4 separate regions of the Mus musculus genome follow, and regions 1, 2 and 4 are each linked to region 3. A link is a contact called in public Hi-C and promoter capture Hi-C data. All regions are on one chromosome and are shown on one strand. The core of a region is the stretch at or near the end of the contact, and the rest is flanking DNA. Distances in the headings are between cores, read along the strand shown. Region 1 holds the start of Gstk1 (glutathione S-transferase kappa 1). Region 2 has its middle 65 kb from the start of 2210010C04Rik. Region 3 holds the start of Kel (Kell blood group). Region 4 holds the start of Zyx (zyxin).

The links. Promoter capture Hi-C pulls out the DNA fragments that hold promoters and counts their contacts. Hi-C and Micro-C count contacts between places; a contact is called where the count stands out from the background.
Region 1: a promoter capture Hi-C map of stem cell-derived epiblast-like cells shows a contact between it and region 3, with 4 times the contacts expected there. The contact joins the promoter of Gstk1 here to the promoter of Kel in region 3. A contact is called at or near these places in 10 of 39 promoter capture datasets (cranial neural crest, embryonic stem cells, frontonasal cranial neural crest and 5 more) and 1 of 9 other capture datasets (embryonic stem cells).
Region 2: a Hi-C map of the G1E-ER4 cell line shows a contact between it and region 3, with 4 times the contacts expected there. The contact joins the enhancer-like site here to the promoter of Kel in region 3. A contact is called at or near these places in 4 of 39 promoter capture datasets (embryonic stem cells, hematopoietic stem and progenitor cells, hippocampal neurons and 1 more), 3 of 484 Hi-C or Micro-C datasets (all in the G1E-ER4 cell line) and 2 of 9 other capture datasets (adipose tissue and liver).
Region 4: a contact with region 3 is called in a Hi-C map of the G1E-ER4 cell line, with 2.7 times the contacts expected there. The contact joins the promoter of Zyx here to the promoter of Kel in region 3. A contact is called at or near these places in 2 of 484 Hi-C or Micro-C datasets (both in the G1E-ER4 cell line).

The regions. Positions count from the first base shown.
Region 1 is chr6:42,244,630-42,247,329 of GRCm38.p6, forward strand. It overlaps Gstk1 (glutathione S-transferase kappa 1), which reads left to right and starts at 1,306. Exons shown (of 8, transcript NM_029555.2): 1 at 1,306-1,464; 2 at 1,921-2,002; 3 at 2,182-2,310. The coding sequence starts at 1,393.
Region 2 is chr6:41,099,094-41,101,793 of GRCm38.p6, forward strand. It overlaps Tcrb. Among named protein-coding and RNA genes, the nearest start is that of 2210010C04Rik, 65 kb to the left of the region's middle. Within about 2 kb of position 1,273, at least 4 of the 459 cell types and tissues checked have an H3K27ac peak or open chromatin away from gene starts, as enhancers often do. A contact at or near this core is called in the G1E-ER4 cell line, where this site is marked.
Region 3 is chr6:41,703,046-41,705,745 of GRCm38.p6, forward strand. It overlaps Kel (Kell blood group), which reads right to left and starts at 1,280. Exons shown (of 19, transcript NM_032540.3): 1 at 1,112-1,280; 2 at 717-828; 3 at 314-455; 4 at 1-43. The coding sequence starts at 740.
Region 4 is chr6:42,348,439-42,351,138 of GRCm38.p6, forward strand. Zyx (zyxin) reads left to right here and starts at 1,390. Exons shown (of 10, transcript NM_011777.3): 1 at 1,390-1,681; 2 at 1,819-2,038; 3 at 2,508-2,700. The coding sequence starts at 1,831.

The DNA of each region.
Region 1 (2,700 bases), core at 56-2,555, 540 kb after region 3:
AGAGTGGCACTCTTTGAACCTCTCCTGATGCTACCTAATGTCTGAAGTGTTCTTTGCTAAAGGTACTCTAAGTTGTCTAAAGCTTTCTTTTAACACTAGCTATTACTCTCAGCAATATAATGGTGTAAGAAAATAAAAGTAAGTACATTTTTAACCTGTCAGTATGTGATGTGCGTATGTTTGAATATTACAATGTGGGCACCCCACATGAGGAGGTCTTTCCTTGTTGTCCACCTTGTTTAATCAAGGTTCTGAATATACAGCAGTATTATGTATGCTAAGATAAGTGGCCAGGGAGCTTCCAAGGACTCTCTTGTCTCTACCTCCTATCTCATAGTAGGAACACTGGGATTACAGATTAATGCTACTAAACACAGCATCATGTGTACTCTGAAGATCAAAAATCAGGTCAACACAGTTGCACCATTGACCCACTAAACCCCCTCCACAGACGAAAAGGGAATATATTTTTGTTTTTCCCCCCATATCATCTATAATACCAAAACTTTTAATAATAAATGATAACAATAGTATATGGTTCCAGGATATACAAAGCAACATATCAAGACCCCACCCCACTCCCCCAAAAACCCTAAATAAATGAATAATACTAGTAGCAGATGAAGTCCTGTGCCTTCCCTCTTGGGATGTAAGTCATCCTTTTGTTTAGTGTGTCCACACTGTATATATTACCTACCTCCATTTCTGTGACCACCTCCGTTATCAGATCAAGTGCTGTACTGATGAAATACTTATGTTCAAGTAACATTTTTATTATAATAAGGCACAAATTTTAGTGTGGCATGTTATGGTTCTTCTAGCATTCATCACTAATGTGCCTAATTTATAAGTTATAATTTACTGTGTGTAGAAAAAAAACATAATATGTAGAGTTTCATCTACAGTTTCAGGCATCCCCTGGGTGTGCTGTAATGTATAGAATGAAGATTTTTTAAAAGACCACTATGTCAACTGTCAAATTCATTCTAAACATTGTTCTTATCTCTGAGAAAGTGAATACAATAAAAGATGCAATTCGGAACTTCCATATTGCCGGTCTTTAAACGTCATCCAACGCAAATTTGGATCCTTGTGTATTGCCTTCTTGCTTGAGGGACAAAGTTCTAGAGCTGGCTGCACACACTTGAGATCCTTCTCTGGATCTGACCTTCCCCTTTATCTCAGACTCCGCCTTCCTCATCCGCTCTTGGTCTACCCGTGTACACCCCTGGGCCAGCCCTATAGGGCGGGGCCTCTCCCGGAGACTGCGCACTAGGGCCCTTAGCAGACCCGCCTGCAATTCGCGGACTACGATTGGCTGCTTGCTCTTCAGCTACCTAAAGCTCTTCGGCAGCCCAAGGCTTCAAGTTCACTTTCTCTCACCACTGTAGAATGGGGCCGGCGCCGCGCATCCTGGAACTCTTCTACGACGTGCTGTCCCCGTACTCCTGGCTGGGCTTTGAGGTGACACGGGGGAGCCGCCCGGGTTGTGGTCTGCGAGGCGAGTGCACAGTGGGGCACTGATCACCGGGCTGCAGAAATTCCAGTGGATGCCCTCAGGGTTAGCACAGGGTTCAGGTTCAAGTTCACTTTGTGCCTTTAAACGGACCGAGACTCCGCCAAGTAGGGTCCTGATCCTAAGGTCAAATATTCTCTTTCCACAGACCCTAGAAAGAACAGAGGCAACTCCAATGAAGCTAGGTCAAGTTCGGGGAGGGGGATCAGGGGCGCTAGGATGCTCTACGGGATGAAAACCGTACACTGGAGTAAGCATTCTGGTATCTATTTCAAAGAACTGAGAGTTTTGTCCTATTAAACCAACCAGTTCAGTGTGAAGTCCCCATCTCTGTCCAGCACTTAGAGGCAGAAGACAGCCCTCAAATGCCACACAAGCTCCCCTTCTTATCTCTGCACTTGTAGGTCCTATGCAGATACCAACACCTCTGGAATATAAAGCTGCAGTTGCGGCCCACTTTAATCGCTGGGATCATGAAAGACAGCGGTAAGCATGAAGAAGCTCCACCTCTCTGGGCAAGGAGGGTTGCTTTCTGTGGCCTGAGGGGCCTGTCCTGCACTGAGTATGCAGACCTCAGCCTAAACTAGTAGTTTGCTTTCTACTGGAGAGGTTCCAGTAGACCCTCATGTCCTCTCTCACCAGTTGTCTTAACTCTCCACTGCCAGGAAACCAACCACCTGCTATGGTTCCCCGAAAAGGCCAGTACATCTTCAAAGAGATTCCTCTCCTGAAGCAGTTCTTCCAGGTTCCCCTCAACATACCCAAGGATTTCTTTGGTGAGACTGTGAAGAAAGGTGAGGAGGAGGATGAAGAGAAGACTCGGCAGTTAAGAGCACCGGCTGCTCTTCCAGAGGACCTAATTTAATTCCCAGCACCCACAATGGTGGGTCACAACCACCTATAACTCCAGTTTCAGAGGAAACAGAAATAAATAAGTGAAGAGGGTCAGAAACACTGGGGAATGTAGTGGAGAGCAGTCCAGCTGAGGCTTTCATAGGATATCAAGAAATAAAACATGCTTGTGTGGGGAACCCAGCATCAGCTAGCCAAAAGAGAGGGATGGGAGAAGCAAGAACTGCATAGAGTAAATCCATTATGAGAAACTGGAATTAAAGACTGCAGGTGACGGAGCTTGGGGGAGTGTCTGAAAGAAGGATGAGCTTGGGGGCGTGTCTGAAGGAAGG
Region 2 (2,700 bases), core at 23-2,522, 600 kb before region 3:
ATTCTTAATAATTTACTACCAACACAGGTTCCGTTCAGATTTGATAAGAGCAGCATTACTTGCCACTTAAGGCAAAGGTTAAGAATGCTGGTCTAAAAGGAATACATATAGAGAGAACAAAAACAAACAAATGAACAAGAAAACCCATGTGGTTAGAATCCCAAATCATAAAGATAATGTGAGGATGTCCAAGTAGAGTTGGGAGAGGAGGTTCCCATCACTGCTTGTTTGTTGGTCTCCTGCTCAAGTGTAAGTGTGCAAAGTATGATGTGTAAGTAAGCTCCAGCAATGGCCTCAGTACAGAGTAAGTGAAAAAGGAGAGAGATGAGAACTTGCATATTATGGGTTGGGAACTGCAGGAAACCTTCAAAATATGGTAAAAAGATAGTAAAAGTGACATCACAGGGTAATCTTTGAATCAGAGAAAATAATGTTGGCCAAGAACTCAGCTCTTACCCAAGAGTACCTACCTTCTGCAGCCTAGCCATAATTTCCTTTTCTTAACTACTTTGCTTTGACCAAAAGGCTCTGCTTCTCCCAATCTGTACTCTCTGTGAATGTATGTCAACCTTTCTCCCTGATGCCCAACACCACTTCCTTAAGGAAATGTTCTTTTGACTATTAGATTAGGACACTAGAGCATGTTAGATTTTCCTGATTTTGACTTAACAGTCACTATTTCACATTTATTTGTTGATAAACAAAAACTTCCTCTCTTCTTCTTGGGGCTGAAAAGCTCCTTTTGTAGGAACTGTGGTTTTGTTCTGATTTTATTGCTTGTCCCAAAAGATGTCCTAAGTACTAAAGCCCAATATTTGAACAAAGAAATATAAGGAAATCATCTTTAGTTTTTGACTTGGCCATTTCAGAAGTCCAGCCGTATTATCTGAGAATCTTTATCCCTTTATCTTATGGAACCAGAAATTTCTATCCTGAGTTTTATCGTGATCACACTCCTTTCTGCAAGTCTGAGCTTCATATCCTCTCACTAACCTCCTGGGCTTCTTTCTTCTCTCTATTTCAGTCCCTCATCTTCTGCCTAGATTTTGGTGTCTTCTGAAGATAGGATAGCAAGTCGAAAAATCATCAACACTAGAAATAAAAAGTGATGGAGAAAACAAATGACTTCTCTAATGCCACTTGATTTTCTTGAGAGAAAGATACTTCTTGATAATTTGAGGATAGGACACCTGCTACATTGTCTCATGAGTGTGCATTTGTGGGTTTTTGGATGTCCAAGACATAACTGTGTTTCATCTGCTACCCATTCTCAACCTCGGCCATGGTACAAGGCACTTACCAGAGCTCTCTGCTTACTTTAAACAAGGAAGGTTCAGTTCCTCCTTTATAGCTATAAAGCATCAATTATGACAATGCAGAATCCATTTATAGAGTGAATATAGTATGTGGTTTTGTAAAATTCTGAGAATCATTTGAGGTTGAAATAATCCCTCAATACAGACCGAAAGTAGATTAAAACACAAGCTTCTTGCCTGAATGATTCACATTAAGTCTTCAAAGACTTGTGTAATTTAATGTCCTGAGGCAGAGAAGAACAAAAATAGATGACTTGAGAATCAAAGCTTAAAAGGCATCTTCTTTAGGGAAAATAGATCTTCGCACCTACTTGCTGAAGTCACACTTGACAAAGTTGTAACCTACGATGAATTCTAGAATAATAGTGTAGTTGACATGACCTGAATTATAAACAAAACCGAGTCTCTCTAGAGGCCCAGAGAAATTAAAACATGAATTAATAGAAATTATACAAGGAACTTAATTCAGATTTAAAACACTAGGCACTAGATGGTGCTAATGCACTTTTCCTATTAAATACAGAATTATTCAAATTCTCTGAGAATAAAGAGTCTCTCTCTCTCTCTCTCTCTCTCTCTCTCTCTCTCTCTCTCCACATACACAACACACATACATTTTCCTACTTTGCTTTTTATTGTTGTAATAAACAACTGTAACTGAAAGTAATTTGGGAAGGAAAGGATTTATTTAGTTCACAGGTTGCCCTGACTTTCTCATGGTAGGCAGGATTTAACAGGTCAAAGCCAAGTTAGTTATAATTATTAAAATCAAACAGACATATCAAGTACATCAAACTCCTTTTTACCCACCCCCAGTCATAAGCCAGCCACGATACTTAAATTCTTGGGCCTTTTATGCTTTACAATTTATTAAGTTTATTAAGGAAATGAACCTTTTTTCAGTGTCCCACTGGTATAGATTTTTGTCTTTTTCTATTTAGAAATTATAAAATATTCCACCTGATGAAAAAATTATAAATGTCATAGTTTTATGGAGATAAAATACCTTTTAATATTAAAAATTCAATGGTGTATAAATAAAATGCTAATGATATCCTTATACTCCTATCTATTATTAGTAACCAATTTTTCCACTTTAGTGTTTTGTAATAATTCCTTTTCTCTATAAGCATGTGTCACTGACTCTTAACTGCATATGCATATTTCTTATCTATTTTGATATATATCATATATATGATACATAAATATAAAAGAGAGTAAGACAGACAGAAACACACACACACACACACACACACAGAGAGAGACAGAGAGAGAGAGAGAGAGAGAGAGAGAGAGAGAGAGAGAGAGAGAGAGAGAGAGAGAGAGAAATTCGTTAATTGTCTACTATTCTCTAATGGGAAGACAGGTATAATTCTAATGTCAT
Region 3 (2,700 bases), core at 30-2,529:
TAATGGTCCAGGAGCTCCATACACACAGGTGTCTCACATGGACCTGTGAAAGAAAAGCTCAGAGCTAGGTAAGAAGAACAAAGTGAACAAGGGCTCCCCCCAGGGGCTGGCAAAGGACTTTTAGTGAGGTGCATAGGAGGGACAGACCTTAGGACTTGTTGCCTGCTGTGTGTTGGATTCAGAGAGAAAGCAGTCTAGATCCCCAGGGACCATGAAGATAGGGGCAAGTTTGGCATGGGGCAGGAGTATTAGAGGTAGGGACCAAGGCATATGACAGAGGGCTGCCTGGGTCAGGGGTGTTCCATGATCTTACAAGGACCACAGTTCCGGAAGATGTAAAACCAAAGCATAGAAGAACCAAGGAGCAGGCCACAGAGCAGGACAGCTAGCAGCACCCATCTGGCTCTTGTCAACTGTCTGCTCCATTCAGTGGGAAGCCTCTCTTCTGGAGAACTCTAGTCAGGGAACCAAGAGGGGGAAAAGAAAAACATCACAAAGAAGTTTGGGAGGATAGAGAGGACAAGATTATAAGGAGAAGGGGGTAAAAGGGTTAGTGTTATTGTTCCTTTGTATAGAGGCAATTCTGTTTATTCTCCTTAAAAGCCAGCCTTTCTTAGATCTTTAGTACAGATTGCATTCATTTGATGAAAGGATCAAACAGGATTTTCAGGACTTTAGAAAAAGAAGATATCAGTGTGATGGCAGAGGCCACTTACCTCCTGGCTCCAGGGAGGTCCCATTGTGCTGCTCTGGCTCTGTCCCCTCAGCTTTCCCCCTTTTTGTCCTTCTCCTCCTGAAGTGACTAGAGGAAGGAGGAGGGCAAAGAATCTGGTTCCAAAAGGAAGGATATATTAAAGATAGAATTGTCATGCCACTCTGGCCCTCCTCCCCACATTTTCATCTTAAGGCCATTTCCCGAATGAAGCACTTCTTGGGTGTTCCAGTTTCCCCACCTTCCCCCATTAACTGCCTTGCTTGTCCCTTCTATTCTGGAGGCTTCAGACTCCCTCCTCTCTAGCACTTGTTGGGGAGACACAATATTTGCACATAGCCACCCTAACCCCCAACTAGGCTCTGTCTCCAGAAGGGGATGTTTCTCAAGAACACTTGCCATCTGTCTCTGCTCCTCTCTGGCTCCCAGAATCCTCTCTGGTTTTGTTTCAGCTGCTGTATCTAAAGCATTCAGAAAATGACCTCCCTTTTGCCCCTAGTCCCAGTGGCCCTGGAGAAGGGGCAACTCTTCCACTCTCTCTGTCCCCAAATGTGTACTGTTGGCCTCTGGGTGGAGCCTGCTTATCAGTGAGGGAACACTCAGGCCTCACCTCCTCTTTTATCTTAGTTTCTCAGGGGAGAGAGGGAGGAGCTCACTCAACAAGCAATCTTGCCCTGCGTCTGCTCCTTGTGTTTGGCTCTGTAACTTTGTTCATAATGTCTCTTTATTTCTTGAATATCCTTTTCTCCTCTCCTCTCTTTTTTGATTGAAATCTCCCAGATTCTTTAGTTCCTGAGTCAAATGGCACTTGCCAGGGAGAGCTCAGCATCCCATTAAACACTGTTCCCAAGCATGCTTCATTGCTTGTCCTTGTGAGCCATGGCCCTGTTGGTTGTAGTCAGAGCCACACATTAAAAAGATCACCCAAGTAGCAGACCCCAATCTGCTAATTATTAGCTTTGTAACAATAAACAAGCCACTTGTACTCTCAGAAAGGTAAGCAAGTTTTATCATCTGGAAAATGAAGGTAATAGTTTCCCATGCCTGCCTCACAGGGTCTCATATCTGCTGGAAAAGAATGAAGCCCTTATGAGACTCTTTCTTTACTCTGCACTATATTATGACAATGTGATCCTCATCTCCTTATCGGTTGAGAATGTTTTACGGTAGGTACAGTATTTCTTTTTCTTCTTAATCTACAAAGATGTTTCATAAATGTTAGTCAGAATGGATGAAATTTTAAAGCCCAAATCCTGCTTTCCACATCACACTGAGCCCCCGTTAGCAGTCGCAGCAAAGCACACACATTTCTGTTCTCTATATTCTCATCATAGGCAAAATGAGATGTATTAAGATAGTCAAGCTAATGGTATGTATCAGCAGTTTGAATTCACTGGGAGGGGCATGGATGCAGCAGGGTGGCTATGCAATTTGAAAAGTAAGGCAAAGCTAGAGTGTCACTTGGGACAAGTGTCATGAAGGAAGGTCTAAACTTAATGCCATATAAAGCAAGATATTGGGAACAATGAGCCCCTTGAGGGAACGTGTGACAAAATAAAATAATATTTGAGAAAGAACTGTGTGATACTGTGATTTGGAAAGATTGAAACAAAAACTCCAGAAGGTAGTGGCTACCCTGCCAGTGTGCTATGATGAAGCAAGATCTGGCCTAAGCTGATGGCAAATGAAACGAACATGTAGTAAAGATTTCACAGGAAAATAGTCATGGAATCTGATTTTAGGGCTAGGAAATTGTAAAGGGGTCACAGATCGGCTTTGTTGTTGTCTTGGATGGCTAGAAGAATGGTGAGGCCAGAAACAGAAATGGGATTTTGGTTAAGGGTGGGAATGAAGATCAGATTAAGGGAAAATTGATGCTTCATAATATCAGGAGACCAGAGTCTGGGACCCAGCAAGATGGGCCCCATAGGCAACACCTTGTGTGCAAGCCTGAAAACCTGAATTCAATCCCCAGAGCCCATGGCAGA
Region 4 (2,700 bases), core at 140-2,639, 650 kb after region 3:
CATGTGAGAGAAAGCTGCCTAGGTTAACTGGCTGGAAATTTCCGTTGTTTTCCAGGCTGGAACTTGGAAGTAATACTGAGAACTATATAGAATTTTCAGGCATGGCATGTTATTTATCTCTTCACATAAAGCAGCAGGCAAACGAACTAAATGCCATCCCTTTTACAATGGAGGCAATGAAACCGAATGAATGAAAAATCTTGTCCACTGAGTTGGAAACCAGGCTCCCTGACCTCACGGAGTTTCTCCATCTTTGCCAACAGGGTTAATTAACTCTGACCTGAGTGCAACCCTTGGGGCCGTCTTTTCAGGTAACATCCCCCAGTTTCTTATCCTAGGTTCATGGGGTTAGTTTGCATGCCCCTAAAGCATAGCTCAAGGACATATACTGACCAACCATACTGGACAGTAGGGTGCAGCAGATGGGGAGCGCCAAGGTTTGGAGCCTCAGCCAGGGATGACAGGGCGAAACCAAAGGAAGCACCGAGGGTTGGATATTGGACTAGAGGCTCTAGCTCGTAACTCTATAATTTGGACGAAGTTTCCGTGTGTTGTTTAAAAAAAAAAAAAGAAGAAGAAGAAGAAGATCGGAAGGGAAAGATGCAAGATTAAGAAAGTAAGAAAAGCAGACACCAGCTTAGTCATATCTCTTTCATGTAGCCTGGGGCAGTCTCAGGCTGAGGAATCTGGTAGGACCAGTGGGGGGCTCCACCGAGCTTTGTCCCGGGGCGCGCTGACAACCCAAAGACTCTTGAGGGACTGGGAAAGGCTTGCTGAAGGGATCCTCAAGGACTAGTCCCCGGGGGCTATTTGGGTCTTCCTAGGTTGTCTGACCACTCGCCCTGACTTCGCCCTTGTACCTCCATTCCTGGACTCAAAGCACTGGACTCTTGTCCCCGGGGCAATACTATTGCAGGCGGGTCTAGGGCAAAGCGAATTCCTAGAAGCCTTAAGAGGCTGCCTAGCTCAGGAAGTTAGCATTCCCCCAGCTTAGGCTCCTGCTCACACACTAGTGGGTTACAGAAGGCCGGCCTGGGAGCCAAGTGCCCGCAGGGCCAACGTCCCTTCACCATCCCCCGCCCACCCAGGAGTACAGTTCCATCCCAGTCCTGCGTTCCGGGACTGACCACAGGACACGTGGGACGCGGAGCTGAAGCTGCAGGGAGGGGCGGGGTCGGTCAATGGCAGGCAGGCCCGGGGTGCGCGACTGAGCTGCTTCAGGACCGCTGGGATTACTAGCCAGCCTGCTCAGCCTGGAGTGCGGACAGTGAGTCAGTTCTCCAGCACTCGCGGGTCGGGAGGAGGGAGGTGGGGTAGGTGGCAGGTCAGGAAATGACATCAGAGGCCTGTGCTGGGGAAGGGTGGTCTGTGCCCGGCGGGGGCGGTGGTGAGTAGGGAGGCCGCAGGCGGACCTTTGCAGAGCCTGGAGCCCGGGGCAGGACCTGGGCCCCTTCCTGGGGGAGTTTCCTGTCGGGTCCTCCCTCCCCGGTCTCTCCCCGCCCCCTCTCCGGGCCGCTCCTTGTATGGTCTGGGCGCCGCTCTCTCCCCGCCCCCTCCCTCCCTTCCCGTGCACGACGTCCCTCCCCGCTTGGCTAGAAGCGGCTCCGGACCGGGACGCAGAGTCCGCGGACTCGGCGCCGAGGCGGTCATCCGAGACGCGCCTCTCACGCTCCTGCGCGCGGTGAGGAGCGGGGAGAAGCTCCGCCGCCCCGGGAAGGGGACGCGGGGAGGCGCGGGTGGGGTCACCGAGGGGCGCTTAGACCGAGGAGTGTCAGTCCGACACCGCTCTGCGTAACCTGACGACCCCACCCCCTGCAGCCCGGCCTGGCCATGGCGGCCCCCCGCCCGCCTCCCGCGATCTCCGTCTCCGTCTCGGCCCCCGCGTTTTACGCCCCGCAGAAGAAGTTCGCCCCGGTTGTGGCCCCAAAGCCCAAAGTGAATCCTTTCCGGCCTGGGGACAGCGAGCCTCCTGTAGCAGCCGGGGCCCAAAGAGCGCAGATGGGTCGGGTGGGCGAGATCCCACCACCACCCCCGGAAGGTATGCGGCTGGGATTGGGGGCCCTGATCTTTCTCGGGCGCCAGGGGTGGGGGTCGGTGGTTTGGGGAATTTGGGGTTGTCTGAAAAGGCTGTTGCGGAGGGGGCTGGGCGCTGGGTGGCTACCCTGTCCTGAGCAGATGTTCTTACCTCATCTTGGAGCTCCTGGCTGGGAGCCAGGACCCTTGGGACTGTTCCAAGTCTCCCGCCTGGGGGTAGGAGGCGGGAATGTGGGCCAGGAATCTTCCCCTCTGGATCCGTTCTCTGAAGTGTAACGGGAGCTGCACGGTTCTTCAACCTGGCTCGTTCTCACTCGACCTGCTTCGCCCAGGGCATCCTGAGCCCCTCGTTATGGTCTGCACACACTCTTGGGATGCAGGAAAGAGTTCTTGGATTAGGGGTTAAAGCAGTCGTCTGAGGAGAGGAGGAAAGAGGGTCGGTACTGATAGCCTTTTCTCTCCTTCCTACCCAGACTTTCCTTTGCCCCCTCCTCCCCTTATTGGGGAGGGCGACGACTCAGAGGGTGCCCTGGGAGGTGCCTTCCCACCTCCACCTCCCCCGATGATCGAGGAACCATTCCCCCCTGCTCCTCTGGAGGAGGACATCTTCCCCTCCCCTCCACCTCCACTGGAGGAGGAGGGAGGGCCTGAGGCCCCTACCCAGCT